Regions from separate parts of the Mus musculus genome. Here region 1 is linked to region 2. A link is a contact called in public HiChIP or PLAC-seq data. All regions are on one chromosome and are shown on one strand. The core of a region is the stretch at or near the end of the contact, and the rest is flanking DNA. Distances in the headings are between cores, read along the strand shown.

Region 1 (3,705 bases), core at 766-3,265, 770 kb after region 2:
GAGTGCTGGGATTAAAGGTGGGTGCCACCACACCCGGCGCGAGAGAGATTTTTATGGTTACTTGAAAAGTGTGAGTTTGGAGCCAGGCAGAACGACTCCCAAAAGTTGTCCTCTGAACTCTTTCCGTGTTCTGCAGTAGATGTGTCCCTGCGTCCCTCACCCACTGATATATATATATATATTCTATTTTTCTATTTTGAGATAAGCATTTGCTATGTAAGCCTTACTGGCCTGGAACTTGCTATGTAGACCAGGCTGGCCTTGAGTTCACGGAGATCTGCGTGCCTCTGTCCCCTGAGTGCTGGGATTAAGGGAAAAATCTTTTTTTGAACTCTGAGTCCTTTCAGAATGAGGAAAGTCTGGCCTGGGAGTGCAGAACAGTGTTCCCAAAGCACCGGTAGAGGCAGGATTGGAAATTCGAGGCCTTCTTGGGGTCACAGAGAGAGTTCAAGACCACCAAGGGGTGGGGGTGGGGATGGGGGGAAAGGAAGTCAGTAGTGGTGAGGTTTTAAGTAGAGTATTTGACTAGCATGTGTGAGGTACTAGGTTCAACCCCTAATGGGTGGGACTGGGGCTAAGGGAATGAGACTCCTTAAAACTCCTTCAATCTGATGGAGCTCCAGGACACAGCTCTTCCTTGGCTCCAGGCAAGAACTCATGCAGGAGTTGCAATTCTCCCTGGGAACTAGAAGCCTCCAGGGCACTTGGGAGTTGAGACAGAAAGGCAGAAACCCCCAGCTCCCACCAGGATTGGTTTTTTTGGGAAGCCAGGCACCCCGCACTATAATAAGTGGGCAACAGATCGCCTGTAATCTCAGCATTTAGGAGGAAGAGGCAGACGGATCTCTACAAGTTCAGGGCCAGCCAGGTCTACATAGCGAGTTCCAGGACTACAAAGGCTATATACATAAAGCCTGTCTTTAAAATTTTTTAAACAAAAACAAAAATGGCGGGTTAGTGTCCAGCATAAATCCTTCTGTCAGGGAGAAAAGTTAGGAAAGGAGGAATAGAAAGAAAGGAAGACCTTAGGAGAGGTAACGGAACTAGTGATAGAGGCCTCCAGCATCGTTTGAAGTCATTGCTCAGGAATGCTCAGCTAAAGACATAAGCAGGGTGAGGAAACGCCCCTAGAGTTTCCTCCTAGGTCTAGTTCCACTCTCAGGGCCACACCCAGCACCCCTGCTACCATCCCCAATGCCACACTCCTGAGGTCATCCATCACTCCACAGACAGGGCACATGCTGGGCACAGCCCTGAACAGACTCCAGGCCACGCCTCACACCAGTGGTGGGCTCAGCCGTAAGCCTTCAAAGATTCCTACCTCCCTCCCCCCAGCCCCCCCCCCATACTCTAGTGCGGGTGCAGGCCTCTGGGAGGGTCAGAACAAGGACTTTCCCCTCCTGAGTCCCTCCAGGTATAAGCACCAGGTATAAGCATCCAGGAGTTCCATCTTCTCGGATTCAGGGATCTATACTCAATCTTTCCGAGTCTTCAAACCAAGAGTCGAGATCCCAGCCCCTCCCTTCTTCCGTCCCAATTCAAACTCCAGTACCTTCTCCCTCAGAACAAATTCAGACCCCCAACTTCCTCCAGATTAAGGTCTGAATCCTGCCCTCCTCCCTGAGACCCATCTTAAATACAGATCCCAAACCTTTTTGGTCAGACCTAGGAGTCTAGATCCCATCCTACCGCTCTCAGCCTCAAGGGTCCAAGTACCACCGTCCTTCCTCATACCCACGTGCCCACTCCCCAGTCCCTCTTCTTTCCCATGTATGACCTGTATGAGCTCAGATGTTCAGCCTTTCATCCAGAGCTTGAGTCCTGGTCCAACTGCAGTGTTTCTAGGGATCCAGACACCTGAATCCGTGCCCACTCCTCTTTCTAGAACCAAGGATCCTGGACCACAACTCCTTCCCTTTGGGGGTCCCTGCAGCTTTACCTCTCCAGGCAGTGGCGACTGTAGCACAAACAAGGACGACAGCTGCAGACCAAAAGGGTCTTAGGACTGGGTGGAGTTGGCCAGCTGAGGAGCGCGCGAGGGAGGGGTTGTGGGCGGGGTTTGGGCCTGGCTAGGGCGGTGAAAAGGGACTTTCCCTTCATTCAGGCTATCCCTGGTAGGCCCCGAAGGCGGGGCTAATGCCACACCACGCCCCCAGAAGGCTAGCGTCCTGGATCTCCCGCCCTACCAGTGAGGGGGTGCAGAGCTGAGGTCACCGTAGCCGTGGAGACAAAACAGGAAGACACAGCAGCTGGAGGGGTGGGGTCTCCTGGGGGCTATCCTCCCTGTCATAGCTCTAGAAAGAAATCTTCAGGGTAGACCGGAGAATGCTGTTGCCATAGAAACGTACTTGTTTATGATTTGTTTCAGATAGAGTCGTCGCCCCCCCCCCACTAAGCCGGGTCCCCACGCCTAGTCTCACCTCTCATTCAGTTCTCCCGCTCTCCGCCCCACGCCTCTGTCTATCAGTTCCCCCACGATACCCAGAAAAAGGAAATCTTACACATCCAGGTCCCAGCAGTTTGAGGGTCAGCTAGACCTCTGTTTAACGGAGTCTTGTCTACCTGAAGCAGAATTTAGGGTGCCAGGCCTTGAGCTTAAGCTACCTTGACTAGTGAGGGCCCACCCCCAAAAAACAAAGACTAGATTCCTTCGTTTAGGGGTCTGCATAGAGAGTGGGCCATATCTCCAATTACACTGTAATCATGGCCTGAGGACCCTTGGGCCAAGTCTCAGAAGATCACAGCCAGGAGACGCGAAAGGATGATGGATAGTAGCTAAATTCCTGGAAATTTGGAGGGAGGGTACCAGATTTCTGAGCGTTCAGTTTTCAAAACATATGTGGTTGGTTGGTTGGTTGCCTGAGTCTAGAAGGGCACGCTATTTTTGGCCTGAATTCCTGCCTTCAGGACAAAGGGAGAGACTCAGAATCTTTATGAGGACAGGGCTAGGGCCCGGAGCTCTGGATTCTAGGTTCTATCATATGGGAAGGATTCCTCGGGCCCTATAGTACCGGGAGGAGAGGGGCAAAAGCAGGAAAGAGATGCAGGATTGGGAAAAAAAAAAAAAAAAAAAGTCGGATTTAAGGGCCTGAAAGAACTCGACTGAGCCAGATGGGAAAAGAAGCTGAAGGTCGCGATGCTGGAGGGACCTTTAGGTCTCTCCTAAAGGTCCCAATGCTGGCCCCCTGGGCAGGGCGGAGACCCAGGACACCTGGTTCCCTCCCTCCTGGCTGCACTCACTCACCCCGCTCTGCAGCGGTCCCGGGCGCGGCCTTGCTCTGCTGCTGCTGGGCGGGGCCTAGTGGCGGCTGCGGCTGCTTGTCTCTTCCCGGCGGCTGCTTCTGGTTACCTTCCAGGAAGACTGGAGAGGTTTATAGTCCTAGCCCTAGAGAGGAAGCTAGGAGCTTCGCGAAGGGGGTGGGAGGTGGGGGTTCGAAGGGGTCCAAGAGCTCACTACAGCCAGCTTCGTGTCCTACAGAGGAGGGAGGAGCTGGAGAGGGGACCTGGACGCTTGCTTCTTGCTTCGTGCTTTGCAGAAGTGGGGGTGGGGAACAAGGTAGGGATGGGTAGGCGAAGAGCTGTGTGCTCACTTTGCCTGTCTGGGAAGAGACCCAGAAACAGACCCTCTTTGTCATTTTATGCCTTGCAAAAGGGAGGGTTTTAGTTTAGTTTAAACACACACAGACATTTACTACACATTTACTT
Region 2 (3,272 bases), core at 297-2,796:
TTTAACTGCACACTTTACTAATATTGACTACAGATGCTGTGTTGTCTTAGAGTTATTCATATTAATTGACTAAAAGTTTTTGTCTATTGATAAATAACTTCTACATGTTTTCTCTTCTGGTAGACAAAATTCCATTTTGCTTTTATGAATTTGACTTTATCTATTTTAGTTTTTTGAGACAAAAAAAAAATCTTGCTATATATCTCAGGTTGGCTCAGAACTCATTATGTAGTACAGACTGGCCTTGCACTCATGGCAATCCTCCTGCCTAACCCTCCCAAGTGCAGGGCTTACAGGAATGGATCAGCATGCTCAGCTTGAATGTGACTACTTTACATACCTCCATGAGGCAAACAACTCATCACCTGTCCTCTGGGTCTTGCTCAGTTCACTGATAGCCATTTCTTGAAGGTTCAGCCATGGCTTTTCACATGGCCTCATCATCATCTTCAAAATGTGGTCTATGTACACCACATTTCCTCCAACCACTTCCAGAATGATTTCTCTATCACAGCTCCTGTGAATAGAGCTGCAATGACTATGTGAGTGCTGACATCTCACTTCCATACTTACTTCCCCTCTTACTGGGGTTCTATTTTTAATTTCTGTGTGTGTGTGTGTGAGTGTGTGTGTGTGTGAGTGTGTGTGTGTGTATGTGTGAGTGTGTGTGTGTGAGTGTGTGTGTGTGAGTGTGTGTGTGTGAGTGTGTATGTGTGAGTGTGTGTGTGTGTGTGTGTGTGAGTGTGTGTATGTCTGAAATCACAATGCTATTTCTAAAGAGGAAGAGCGTTCTTCCCTGTAATTTCCATTTTTTCTTCTAATCTCATGGAGGGAGGGCATCAGCTTACCCAAAATGATTCTGACTCATTAACTCAGAGGAAGTTTCTTCAGAACAGTTGAGGCCCTGACTTCTTGCTAACAGTAAAAAAAAAAAAATCCAATTTATACACATTTCTGACAATATTTATTAGCTTTTAAAAATATTATCTTTGTCACTGAGATGGCTCAGTGGGAAAAAATGCTTGCTTCTGAGTCTGACAACCTGAAGTTGATTCCTAGGACCTACATTGTCGAAGGAGAGACATGACTTTGGGGAGTTGTTCTGTGACTGCGTGCGTGCACACACGGGCACACACACACATGCACACACACACACACACCCCAATATTATTTAATAGTAAAAGCATTATCTATAGAAGGACACATTTAATGTGTGAAATATCTGGTCGAGATCTTTTACAAAAGTCGTAACATCAAATGTTTCTCATTTTAAACCCAAGGAAATGTGAGCTTTGGGTTGAAGTAGAAATGTCTTGCATAAATTGGTGGCCTTTGCTTTCTACAGTGGGAACTGATATGTACAATCTTATTCTTGCATATTTACAGACAGGCAAACAAGTTAAGGAATGAGCTCAGCTACATCTAAACATAGGGGCCCGAGACACTGTTTTAGAAGCTAACACCTTCTCCTGAAGCCAGTGACTAAGGGAAAGAGTCCAACGCCCAGAAGAGAAACCTCTTCCTCTCCATGTGGGGAACCTTAGCTAGAAACCTTGTGACAAGCTCCAGTGCACACATCCTGCCTCTTGTGCCTGCTGCAGGGCTTCTGCTCTGACCAGACCTGGTAAGGTTGCTGGAGCCTGAGTCATGTCACTTCATCCAGTTATCCTGCTGGTGCTTGGTGAGTCCTGGGAAAAACTGAGGGGTGGGGAAGGGAGTCTATTCCTCACTCAGCCTTGAGAGCAGCGAAGGCGATTCTGGAGCCCCTGGGAGGAATGCCTCTCTGCCCCCACGTCCTACTTGGAAGATACCTCTGCAGACTTATTGTTAGGAACAGTGATGGGGCATGAAGTCAGGTTCAGCTTTAACAGGACTTAGGAAGAGCCTGCTTTTTTACAATCAAAACTGTTACGTAGTATTGATTACCCTGCTTAGAATAAAAAAAAAAAAACCTCAACTTTTGTTAGTTCTTTGAGTATTTCTTATATTACTCACCATCAACTTTTCTAAGTTCCACTTTTCCTCCCTATCCTCTTAACTTTGTTCCATTTTTTTTTTTTTTTGAAAGCACTGTAAGACCAATTTGTGCTGCCCGAATACTCCTAAGTATGTGGTCTAGCACTGGAGCATGGTTGACTTACCAGGGACTACACTTTTATTTTATTTTATATTTTTGAGGCATGGTGTCACTATGTGTTGTGTCCGGCCAGCAGACCACAACCTGGGTTCTAGCCTGGAAAGGCATTTTGGAAACCTGGAAGAGAAGAGGGGCTAGGTGGCGAGAGAAAGAAATGTAGCCAAGACAGTTACTCTGATCAAGGCTCAAATTTTATTGTTGCGACACTAGTTATGAAGGAAGGGGGAGGGGACCCGATTCCCGCCGAATAATCTCTGGTCCAGTAGAAAGGTGCACGTGTGTGGCTCCGCAGGTTCTAGCAGTGGGCGTGGCAGAACGAATGAGCAGGAAGCTCCACCCCTGAGCAAGCAGGTTTCAGGCTGGGGGAGGGGAGACTACATTTCCTCCCTTTTATTAACAAAACTTAAAAAAAAAGAAAAAGCTGGCCTGAGGGGGGGGGGGGGGGAAATTATCTATGCTCAATAGTTCTGCCTGGAATCTAGGGCTAAAGAAAAAACTTGCTTTCGTGGGATTCCTTAATTTTTCTTATGGTAAACTGTATCTGGCTAAGACTGTCCTTTCTTATCTTAGTAAACAACTAACTGAAAAGCCTGGAGCTGCAGGCTCTGACTTTATTATGCTAATTAGTACTGAGTAGGTAACTTTCTAGTGGAATTTTAAGTAGGGCGTTGGAACTCTGGCTAAGTTTGACTGAACAAATGTGAAATACACTATAATAAGAATAACACTAAGTTGATATTCCTTCACATTTTTGGATGATAGGTGGGAAACAGGGAGAAGGGGTTCGACCGGCTCTGTAGTACAAAGCCAATTGGCTTTTTTATTTTGGGGTGGGAGGCAGTGAAGACAGTACGGTCTCCAATCTCTCTCCCCACTATTAATTAAGTTAAATAAGGCAACGCTTAACTGAGGTGATCAAATGATTTTCTCATCCGTAGATGAGTGGGCTTTTAACCTTGGCTTGGGTGGACATTGACCCGATTTATCCCGTGGATGCTGTTAAGACCCACACCTGTGGCTCTCGGTATCTTTTGGGGAGGGGAGGCAGAGCCGAAAAATATTTTTGATTTTTAGCCAAAATTTGATACCAACCTCTTTCAAACCGGGTTTATCTCACAGGAAACTCAGAAATGGT

What was found. HiChIP or PLAC-seq counts read pairs in DNA pulled down with a chosen protein or histone mark.
Region 1: an H3K4me3 HiChIP or PLAC-seq map of bone marrow-derived macrophages shows a contact between it and region 2, with 4 times the contacts expected there. The contact joins the promoter of Myadm here to the promoter of Lair1 in region 2. A contact is called at or near these places in 1 of 39 promoter capture datasets (pre-B cells) and 2 of 115 datasets of contacts at active chromatin or transcription factors (bone marrow-derived macrophages and large pre-B cells).

Annotation. Positions count from the first base shown.
Region 1 is chr7:3,288,865-3,292,569 of GRCm38.p6, reverse strand. Myadm (myeloid-associated differentiation marker) reads right to left here and starts at 2,015. Exons shown (of 3, transcript NM_016969.2): 1 at 1,940-2,015.
Region 2 is chr7:4,061,478-4,064,749 of GRCm38.p6, reverse strand. Lair1 (leukocyte-associated Ig-like receptor 1) reads left to right here and starts at 1,546. Exons shown (of 8, transcript NM_001113474.1): 1 at 1,546-1,681. The coding sequence starts at 1,648.